Regions from separate parts of the Mus musculus genome. Here regions 1 and 2 are each linked to region 3. A link is a contact called in public Hi-C and HiChIP or PLAC-seq data. All regions are on one chromosome and are shown on one strand. Each heading gives the region's core, a stretch centred on a gene start, on an enhancer-like site or on the middle of the called end of the contact. The rest is flanking DNA. Distances are from core to core; before and after follow the strand shown.

Region 1 (2,700 bases), core at 144-2,643, 710 kb after region 3:
TCAAGGAAGTGTCTACAGGCAGTCATTACAGTGTTCATGGCTCTCTTTGTCTTCCACTGTTAAATGGGCATTGTATCCCATGCTTAGAACATATGTGCATTCTCCAGGAAAGACCATATTTAGTGTTATATCTGTTCGATACAGTATTATGATGATGAAAACCAGCCTTTGAAATATAGAACTTTGAAAAAGGAAAGGACAAATGGTCCTTAAGTGATAAAAAAGTAAGACTTTGTTATTTACTCTGCTGTGAGCTTAGGGTCCATGTGTGTAAACAAGGGAAAAGGTGGCCCTGGTGGAAGGATCTAGACCTGCAGAGGCATGGATGAGAGAGGCAAGTTCCATCTTTGGCCAAAGAGGTAAACGTACAAATTCTCTAGGTAGAGGGAGCCCTGCATCTAGATTTCAGCCTCACAGGCAAGGCATTCTTGCATCCCCTATTCCAACAGCGGTGGCTTCAGTCCTACTCCTGTCTGCTCTAACTCAGTCATCACAGCATCATGTCGGAGCCTCAGTTTTTGCCCAAAGTGAAAGAGGCAACTGGATTGTAATCTCTTTGGCTTTCTTCAGCCCTTATAACTACAAATATTCGAATGGGATTTTCCACTTATTTGCAAACAGGACTATTTAACATATAGACTCTAATTTCTGAGTTTGGCTTTCCTAAGTCATTCGATGGCACTCCCTAAATATTTGAATGAAATTATGCATGGTTTGATGTGGAGCAGATTAAAAAAATGAATGCTTTAGTAGATCTTCGATGTTCCAGGTGTAAAGCAACATGGCCAACCAGCAGAACGGGAACAACCACTCCCTGCTGTCAGCGTGACACACGATGGGATCGCACACAACAGTGGCGGCATCTACTGAGGCGCTTACCCACTTTCTATGGGCTGGATGGCACATTCTGTGCTGAAGCTGCTGCCTCTCCCAGGGCACGAGCGCACCCAGGAAACAAGAACTGTGCAGAGCCAAGGTCTGATTTCTTTGTTGATGTCTTGTAACCAGAAAACAGAAATTAGATCCTTGCCCAGATCTGTCTATCATGGAGTTTTTGTGCCAGCAAGTGCTTTGCAGTGAAGAGCAAACAAATTAACTGCTTCACATATCACGAACTGTCAACCCTAAAGTCGGGGTAAAAGTTTCATAGCCCTGTAGTAGCCCTGTGGTGACGTCACTTGCCACTCTCAGATGTTAGCAGAAAAAAACTTGCTTGTATTTTTTAATATTTCTAATATTAGTCTTGCTATTGGTTTATGTTCAGTTTGAATCTTGAGGAAGGCATAGGGTTTTGGAAACAATTATAATGAATGACACCATTTTCAGAAGAGGAACTGGAGTCCAGAAAGAGGAAGCGAGTTAGTTGCTTTAGGTCACCCGGGAATTGAGAGCTTTGCCCAGTCTTCCACGGCAGAGATACATCCTGAATTCTGGTTTGGCAGTGGTAGGCCAACAGCACACAGCACTGAAGTTGAATTTCTCAGTTCCACCGAGCAAAGTCTTCTTAGCCCTAACCAGATCACAAGTGGCAGAAAGTGAACCTCCCCCTTTACTGGAGCACATTGCAACAGTGGGTGTGGTCTGAGAGCAGAGCCTTTGCAGTGAACCCCGAAGTCTTTGAGTTCTCTGAATTAACACTCCAGCTCGCTAGCCAGTCTTGTTCCCTCCAAAGCAAGTTACCCACTTTCTTGCAGACCACTGTCTGCTGGCAGAGTTGTCATGGTCCATGTGTTCCTGGGTTGTCCCAGATAGTTACAAAAACATCATTGGAAGATAAAATAGGTGTGCATCGGAAGACAAGTTCTGTAACAAGGATCCCTTTATTAAACACTTCAGACACAGCATGCCTGTGTGAGCTGACAGCAGCAGGAAGAGGAGGCTGCCCAACAGAAGCCATTGAGGTGCAGCCTGTGAGAAACAGCTCTGAATTTATACCAGCAGGAGCCCCTCTCCAGCAGCAATAGTGCCTAGGGCAGGGCAATTTAAGGTATTCATTCTTCCATCACCACTGGGGGTGAACCTACACTGCTGGAACCCCTGTTTAGGTGTCCCCTCTTACAGAGCACTGTGGAGGGGAATCAGAACTTCATTTGAAAACACCAGTCCTAACATTCTACCCAAGGGGACCCCGTGCCATAGTCCTTAATCCAGTGGTGGCTTCCTCAAGCCTGAAAGATGCTGTTCTCTGTGATTCTTGGGACTTGGCAGACTGTGTCCTGGGAGCTCCTGTAGACACAAGGCAAACTTGCTGTGAAGAGTCTGAACTCTCAGCCAATGGAACCATGAAAGGTGATGGGGGAAAGGCAGCAAACCATAGAAGCCTGAGACCAATTCACATCCTATCTTTAGACCTCGGGGCACACTCTAGCTGTGGGGTGCTGAGTGCAGGCTGATCATGTTGATATTCTGAATATGCTGCAAAGTAACTGTGTGTGTGTGTGTGTGTGTGTGTGTGTGTGTGTGTGTGTGTGTGTGTGTGCCATGTAGTGTTTGTGTATCTGGGTGGTATGTGTTTCTGTATGTTTATGTTTGTCTTATGTATGTGTGGCGTATTTGGGAGTTTGTGCCATGTGTACATGGCCTGTGTGCACTTCTGTAGTGTAAATTCTGTTGCATGTTTACTGGTGTGACATGAAGAGTGTGGGTGTTGTGACTCAGTGCGGTGTGTGCTTGAGGGTGTGAATGGGCTCTGAATGATGA
Region 2 (2,700 bases), core at 145-2,644, 610 kb before region 3:
CTTCTATATACTCTCTGATACTGAAATTTTGACAAAAAACGGGTTGAGTTTCATACTTTCCAAACATGAATTTTGTCCTTGGAAAATGGAATGAGTCATCTTCTTTATGTAGTAGAGATAATTCCCTGACATGTGATATGCTAGCTGCTAGTCATGATTTTGAGTTTTAGTTTATATCTAATTTATATGAATTAACATGAAGTAGAATTTACAATTAGTTCCATCGACTCTCTGTGTTTTAGGCGATGACTCCCATGCTCATCGCATGCTGGGCTGTTTAGAACATCCCATTTAAAACAAATTTGTATTGTCCAGTGGCGATAGAATGGACTCCATAGAGGACAGTTAGGGAACTGGAGGAACCAGTCTTCAGGTGTGTCTTACTGCTTTCTCTAAGCTTAGTTCAAACAATATTGGCCTGTATTGGTAATCAATAAGATACTGAGATACTTTGTTTTCAAGATACTTTCGTTTTTTGTTTTTTGTTTTTTTTTTTAACGTAGGCACCAAAAACCAAAACAAAACAGAAAACTCTGTAGGATAAATCCTCGCTGGCACAGAAGATCAACACTTAGACTTGTTTTATAACCGAGAGGATTAAGAGTACAACACCGCCCAATCCCTAGAATATCAGAGAAACAAAGGCCACAGGTGTTTGAGAGCTTTGTCAGGAGTGCTGTTTCTAGAAATGTGTCCTTCTCATGTTTATGCCCCTGCTGGCTTGGGATGAGAAGTTGTTGGGAATCCTAGAATGTTAAGACCCCTGTCCTCAGAAGATTTCTATATCATAGCCTCGTTCCAATCCAGTCTGAGGCATACGAACAAAAGCTTTCCTATTAAAATGAAGAGATCAACAAAGTAAGTAGATGGTAAATGAATGACATCATTTGTTTGTTTGTTTGTTTGTTTGTTATATAGAGTCAGAAGCTGTGGTTGATACACTCTGGTATTTATTTTTGGGAGAACGATTTTGCCTGATGGTTTGACAGAAATGCCAGGACAGCGTTTCTCCCCTTTGGGTGGCCAGACAGAAGTGAAACCTAGTTGACTTTCACTTCCAATTTACCTTGCTTTGATTTCCAATTTATTGGCACCCAGGATCTGGTGTTTGGGTGGTGACCAAGATCAGCGGGTGAGGGTTACTATGAGAAATTCCACAGGGAATAAGTTGGTGTTGGGTGCAAAAAGCTCATATGTCCTATTTGAGGCTGTGTGAAATGAACTGGATCCTCCCAATGAGGTGGCCCCAGAGATTTAATCCTCTGGGGTGACTGCATTCACAAGTCTTTTCAAGAGCCTAAGCACCATAAAATACAACCACAAAGCCTTCCTTCCAAGGAATGTGTGTATCGGCTCATGTCAAGGGCTCTTAGCAGGAAACAATGAGCCTAAAGCCATAATCTAATAAACAAACAGATAATCCAGTTCAGGTTTGTCTAGGTAATATAATGTCTCTATCAAACTAGTTCTTGCACCTTTAGCTCTATTCAGAAGGAAAGAGTTCTTCGTGGGAATATGTGTGTTTTCTTAGCAGGGGGATGTGTGTTTCCCGTGACCGCATAGCTTGTTTTTCTCTTCTTGCTCAGTCTTGTTGCTCACGGTGGGAATTTTCCATCTTGGTAATTTGGTATTTTCCTTGGTTTTTATTGTAAAGGATGGAAATGTGTACACCTCAATTTCAGGTTTCTTGTTGCACCACCTCCATCTCAGTTGCCTTTGGCCTGGGCAGCCAGTACTCGCTCGTCTTCATGCCTTTCTACCCACCAAACCTTTAGGCAACCAGCAAGCTCGAAGGTGAAGCTGTTTCTATACAGGAAGTTCACGGATTCCTGGGGGGAATTTCCAAAGGTCTGGAGTCCTTTATACTCCCCTGTGACAACTGAGTGGCACGTGGAAAATACTGTACGCTGGGAGTCTACTTTGAAAACAACTACTGAATTGCTTAATTTCCAATATGGCCATGGGGTTTTGGTATGAGGGAGGTCAGTCATTAGCAGCACGAGTTACTGAGTTCTCTTTGCCTGATCTTGCCTAGAGAATTATGTGTTATGGTAAATGCTCAATGAGTGCCTTCTTGCAGTTAGGCTAACTGCCCTGCCATAACATCGGGCTATTTTCTGGCTACTCAGGTTGGAAACAGTCTGTCTCTTTGCTGTTAATTCGCCCTCACATTTTGAGTCACGGAGTCATAAACCATTGGTGTTGAAAGCGTCTTTAAAAGCTATTAAGCAAGTGCCTGGCACTTACAAAGCTTTAATCTGTATCACAGTATTTCTCCTCCTCACCCCGCCTTGAACATGTGCAGTTATAGGTAGTTTTCACTTTCTCAAGCCAGTGACTTTCTAGTTTTCTTTCACGGTCAAGCATCAGGCACTTAGCAAACGCAGATACACTGAAGTGATATGTTATTGCCAATGTTTCTGTGAAACTCTTTGTAGGTTTTCCAAACAAGCTTAATATTCCCAGCTGTATCATCAGGGTAGTTCAGGCTCATATTCTGTATTACCTAGTGTCAGCTGTAACATGTCCAAAGAAGTAAATATGGTTATAGGGTGGCTTGCTTTTTGTTTTTGTTGTTGCATGTATCTGCTAGATATATTCTACCTCTCATTCCATTTGTTATCTTCTCCTTAAAGTCACAAAGTAGCTCTCTGGTCCCTGATTCTGGTGTGGACCATCCTATCCTGGGCAGCATCAGAA
Region 3 (2,700 bases), core at 61-2,560:
TGGCTCTTAAGAGTGTTCTGTATCGTGTCCAAGTCTAACAGTAAGACAGCTCTTAAAAAAATAGGTCAGTTTTGTGCTTGTCTTTCATTTTACCTGCTCTGGTCCATGGTCCCTCTAGCCAGTGACATTCCTGAGCAGAAGAGAAGAGAGTGCATAGCAGTGCCATAAAATGACCCAGGAAGTTTGTACACTGTGGACAGTCAACCTCGAGCTGATCGATGTTCAGTGCAAGCCCTTCAGTGAGACACTGTTGTGTTGTGACTACTCTTGTGACTTGTGACAAGTTGCCTTCTCCTCTTTAATTTCCATTTCTCCAAGTGCAACGTGGAATTTCCATCATATGCCCCATGGTTCTCCGTGGTTCTGGTGGGATTTGAGGAGCGTGAATTACAAACTGGTATCCCGGAGCCATCCAGTCTAACGCAAGCTTTACTTTGCTCTGGGAGTAAACCTTAAGAAAAGGTCAGTTTTGCAGACGTCTTGAGGTTGTGTTCCAACGTCCTCGTTAAATAACCGAAGTCCAGACTGGCAGGCCCAGGGGAATATTTAATCAAGTAAAAAAAAAAAAGGCCAAGTCATTACTGGAACTCCGTCATCAGACCTGTAAACACAAGCATTTATTTGTGGGTGTCATGAGAAAGTGTGTTCACTTGTAATACTCTCTCCTGTACAGGTTCTACTTGTCAAATGTGTATGACTCTTCTGATAATTCAGAAGAGTGGAGAGAGCAAGACGAAAGGAAAGAGAGAAAATTACAACTGTAAACAGACTCTGGACAGCGAAGGATCAAAACAGCCTCTGGCTTGACTGGATGAGTCATAGCTATAGTCAGACCACAAATAGAAGCATAGCTTCTCTGTTGAAGGGCAGTCTTCCTGTCTGGAGAGGAAACCCAGCTCTGATTGGAGATAGTAGTTTTTGCAGACTTCAAAGCATCGCAAGCAACTGAACAGACAAGAGAAAGGGTTGGTAAACAGCGTTCCAGGTGCTACTCTGGAGAACCAGCCGCACAGCTCTGATTTGAAGCTATGTAGACATACTTTCATCGGAAGCCAAAAGCTGGTGGTTTGTTTGTATGCTTGGTTTGTTTTTTTCTTCTGCTTCTTTCTATAGTATTACTCCCTTCTAGCATCTGCATCTAATTTCATCTCAAGTAATGCAAGTTGTTCCTCCAGGCTCACACTCCAGGGCACAGAGAGAGATTGGCAAAGGGCCATCTAAGGAGGTAGGAGGAAGGCAAGGGCACGTGTTTTGAAACTACGAGGAAGGTGATGCTTTCAACAGGGCAAGTCTGAGACTGAGAGGGTGTGGCAGAACAGAGGAACATTCTAGTGGTTCCTACTAGGTAGACAAGCCAGTTTGGCCTCCTGAATTTAGACTTTAACACTGAGTCTGGGTATAGCTTAAAATTTAGTGTATATGTGAGGAAGAAGAACATGGAAAATTGGAATGAACGAATGGGACCCGGTGTCGGAGCCTGAGTGCCATTAAAGGTCTGGACTCTGTATGCTGTGGAAACAGGGAGGCAAGAAACAGAGACTACGGAAAGATGGGAACTCCAACCATGGGAGGTAGAATGAAGCAAGCTCAGGAAGGCCAACTACATCTGCTGTCACTTGGATGCTTGTCCAGCACAACGTAAGCCCCTGAACTTAGAAAGCACATAGGAGAGACGATGACATCGATAGATCTAATCGCTGGAGGATAGCAACATAAAATGTTTTTTACCAGTACATGTTTTGGTGTGTGTTAAGGTCATTGAGCTGAGTAGATGGGACCTGGAAAACTATATAGTCAGGTGATTGAAAATGACAAATGCATAATTTCCATTTGATAGACATAGGGGACAGGCAGTGAGGGAAAAGTTACCTGCACCATGTGTTTGACATTGGTGGTTTTGACTGACACAGGTTCACTACTTGCTCCACATTTCCTTTCCAACCTACGCTAGTAGCTTTTCTATCTGCTGTGATAAAATTCCCAGCTAAAGTGACCTACAGAGGAAGTATGAATTTAGACCTAAAGTTCCAGAGTACACAGGCCATGGTGGCAGGGTAGGTGCAGGAGGCGATGCGTCCTATTACATCTGTAATCAGGAAGCAGGCATAATGAAAGATGTTCAACCTCACTTTCTCATTTCATTCAAATCGAAACCCCAGCCCATAGAATCATACCTTCCACTTTCAGGGTGTCTTTTTCCACCTCAATGAACCAAATCTAGACTTATTTAAAGGATCGTTTCCATACCGACTCAAGTTCTGGTCGAATTGACATTTGGTGTTAGCTATCACACAGCTTTGATTTCACCCTGAGTCTTGGCCCTTGGGATCCCTGCAACACTGAACTTCTGTCAGGCAGCTGTGCCCTGGCTTCCTGTCTGAGGGTGGGTGAGTCACCTGTTCCCACTGGGTCCTGCATTCCTCATGTGTGAAATGAGGATGGGACAACAGTCTAGCTGTATGTCTGGAACAAGAAGCACCTGTTGCCAGCATTCTCTTTAATAAGCAAGCAAGCAAACAAACAAAGCCAGCCAATGAATCCTTCCTGTCATCATCCATGTCTTACAGATGGCCTAATAGATGATACATTAAATGATACATAATGCTCAAAAGGCCATAGGGTAACGTGTCCTGCTGACAGGCTCAGCCACCTCACTTTTAGCACCATTCCTTCTACTCCAAGCAGGTGATACTGATGTCT

The links. Hi-C and Micro-C count contacts between places; a contact is called where the count stands out from the background. HiChIP or PLAC-seq counts read pairs in DNA pulled down with a chosen protein or histone mark.
Region 1: a contact with region 3 is called in a Hi-C map of pro-B cells, with 4 times the contacts expected there. The contact joins two enhancer-like sites. A contact is called at or near these places in 7 of 39 promoter capture datasets (the 3T3-L1 cell line, 3T3-L1-derived adipocytes, hippocampal neurons and 3 more), 7 of 484 Hi-C or Micro-C datasets (3T3-L1-derived adipocytes, B cells, cerebellum and 4 more) and 1 of 115 datasets of contacts at active chromatin or transcription factors (large pre-B cells).
Region 2: an H3K27ac HiChIP or PLAC-seq map of large pre-B cells shows a contact between it and region 3, with 3 times the contacts expected there. The contact joins two enhancer-like sites. A contact is called at or near these places in 2 of 15 datasets of contacts at CTCF or cohesin (the NIH/3T3 cell line and large pre-B cells), 11 of 484 Hi-C or Micro-C datasets (the 63-12 cell line, the C10 cell line, the HPC-7 cell line and 6 more) and 3 of 115 datasets of contacts at active chromatin or transcription factors (bone marrow-derived macrophages, fibro-adipogenic progenitors and large pre-B cells).

What each region holds. Positions count from the first base shown.
Region 1 is chr16:25,957,483-25,960,182 of GRCm38.p6, forward strand. It overlaps P3h2 (prolyl 3-hydroxylase 2), which reads right to left. Exons shown (of 15, transcript NM_173379.3): 15 at 1,802-2,700. Among named protein-coding and RNA genes, the nearest start is that of P3h2, 150 kb to the right of the region's middle. Within about 2 kb of position 1,394, at least 67 of the 459 cell types and tissues checked have an H3K27ac peak or open chromatin away from gene starts, as enhancers often do. A contact at or near this core is called in B cells, pre-B cells and pro-B cells, where this site is marked.
Region 2 is chr16:24,642,162-24,644,861 of GRCm38.p6, forward strand. All of the region lies in intron 5 of Lpp (LIM domain containing preferred translocation partner in lipoma), which reads left to right. Among named protein-coding and RNA genes, the nearest start is that of Mir28a, 180 kb to the right of the region's middle. Within about 2 kb of position 1,395, at least 12 of the 459 cell types and tissues checked have an H3K27ac peak or open chromatin away from gene starts, as enhancers often do. A contact at or near this core is called in pro-B cells, where this site is marked.
Region 3 is chr16:25,248,156-25,250,855 of GRCm38.p6, forward strand. No RefSeq gene overlaps it. Among named protein-coding and RNA genes, the nearest start is that of Tprg, 37 kb to the right of the region's middle. Within about 2 kb of position 1,311, at least 81 of the 459 cell types and tissues checked have an H3K27ac peak or open chromatin away from gene starts, as enhancers often do. A contact at or near this core is called in B cells, pre-B cells and pro-B cells, where this site is marked.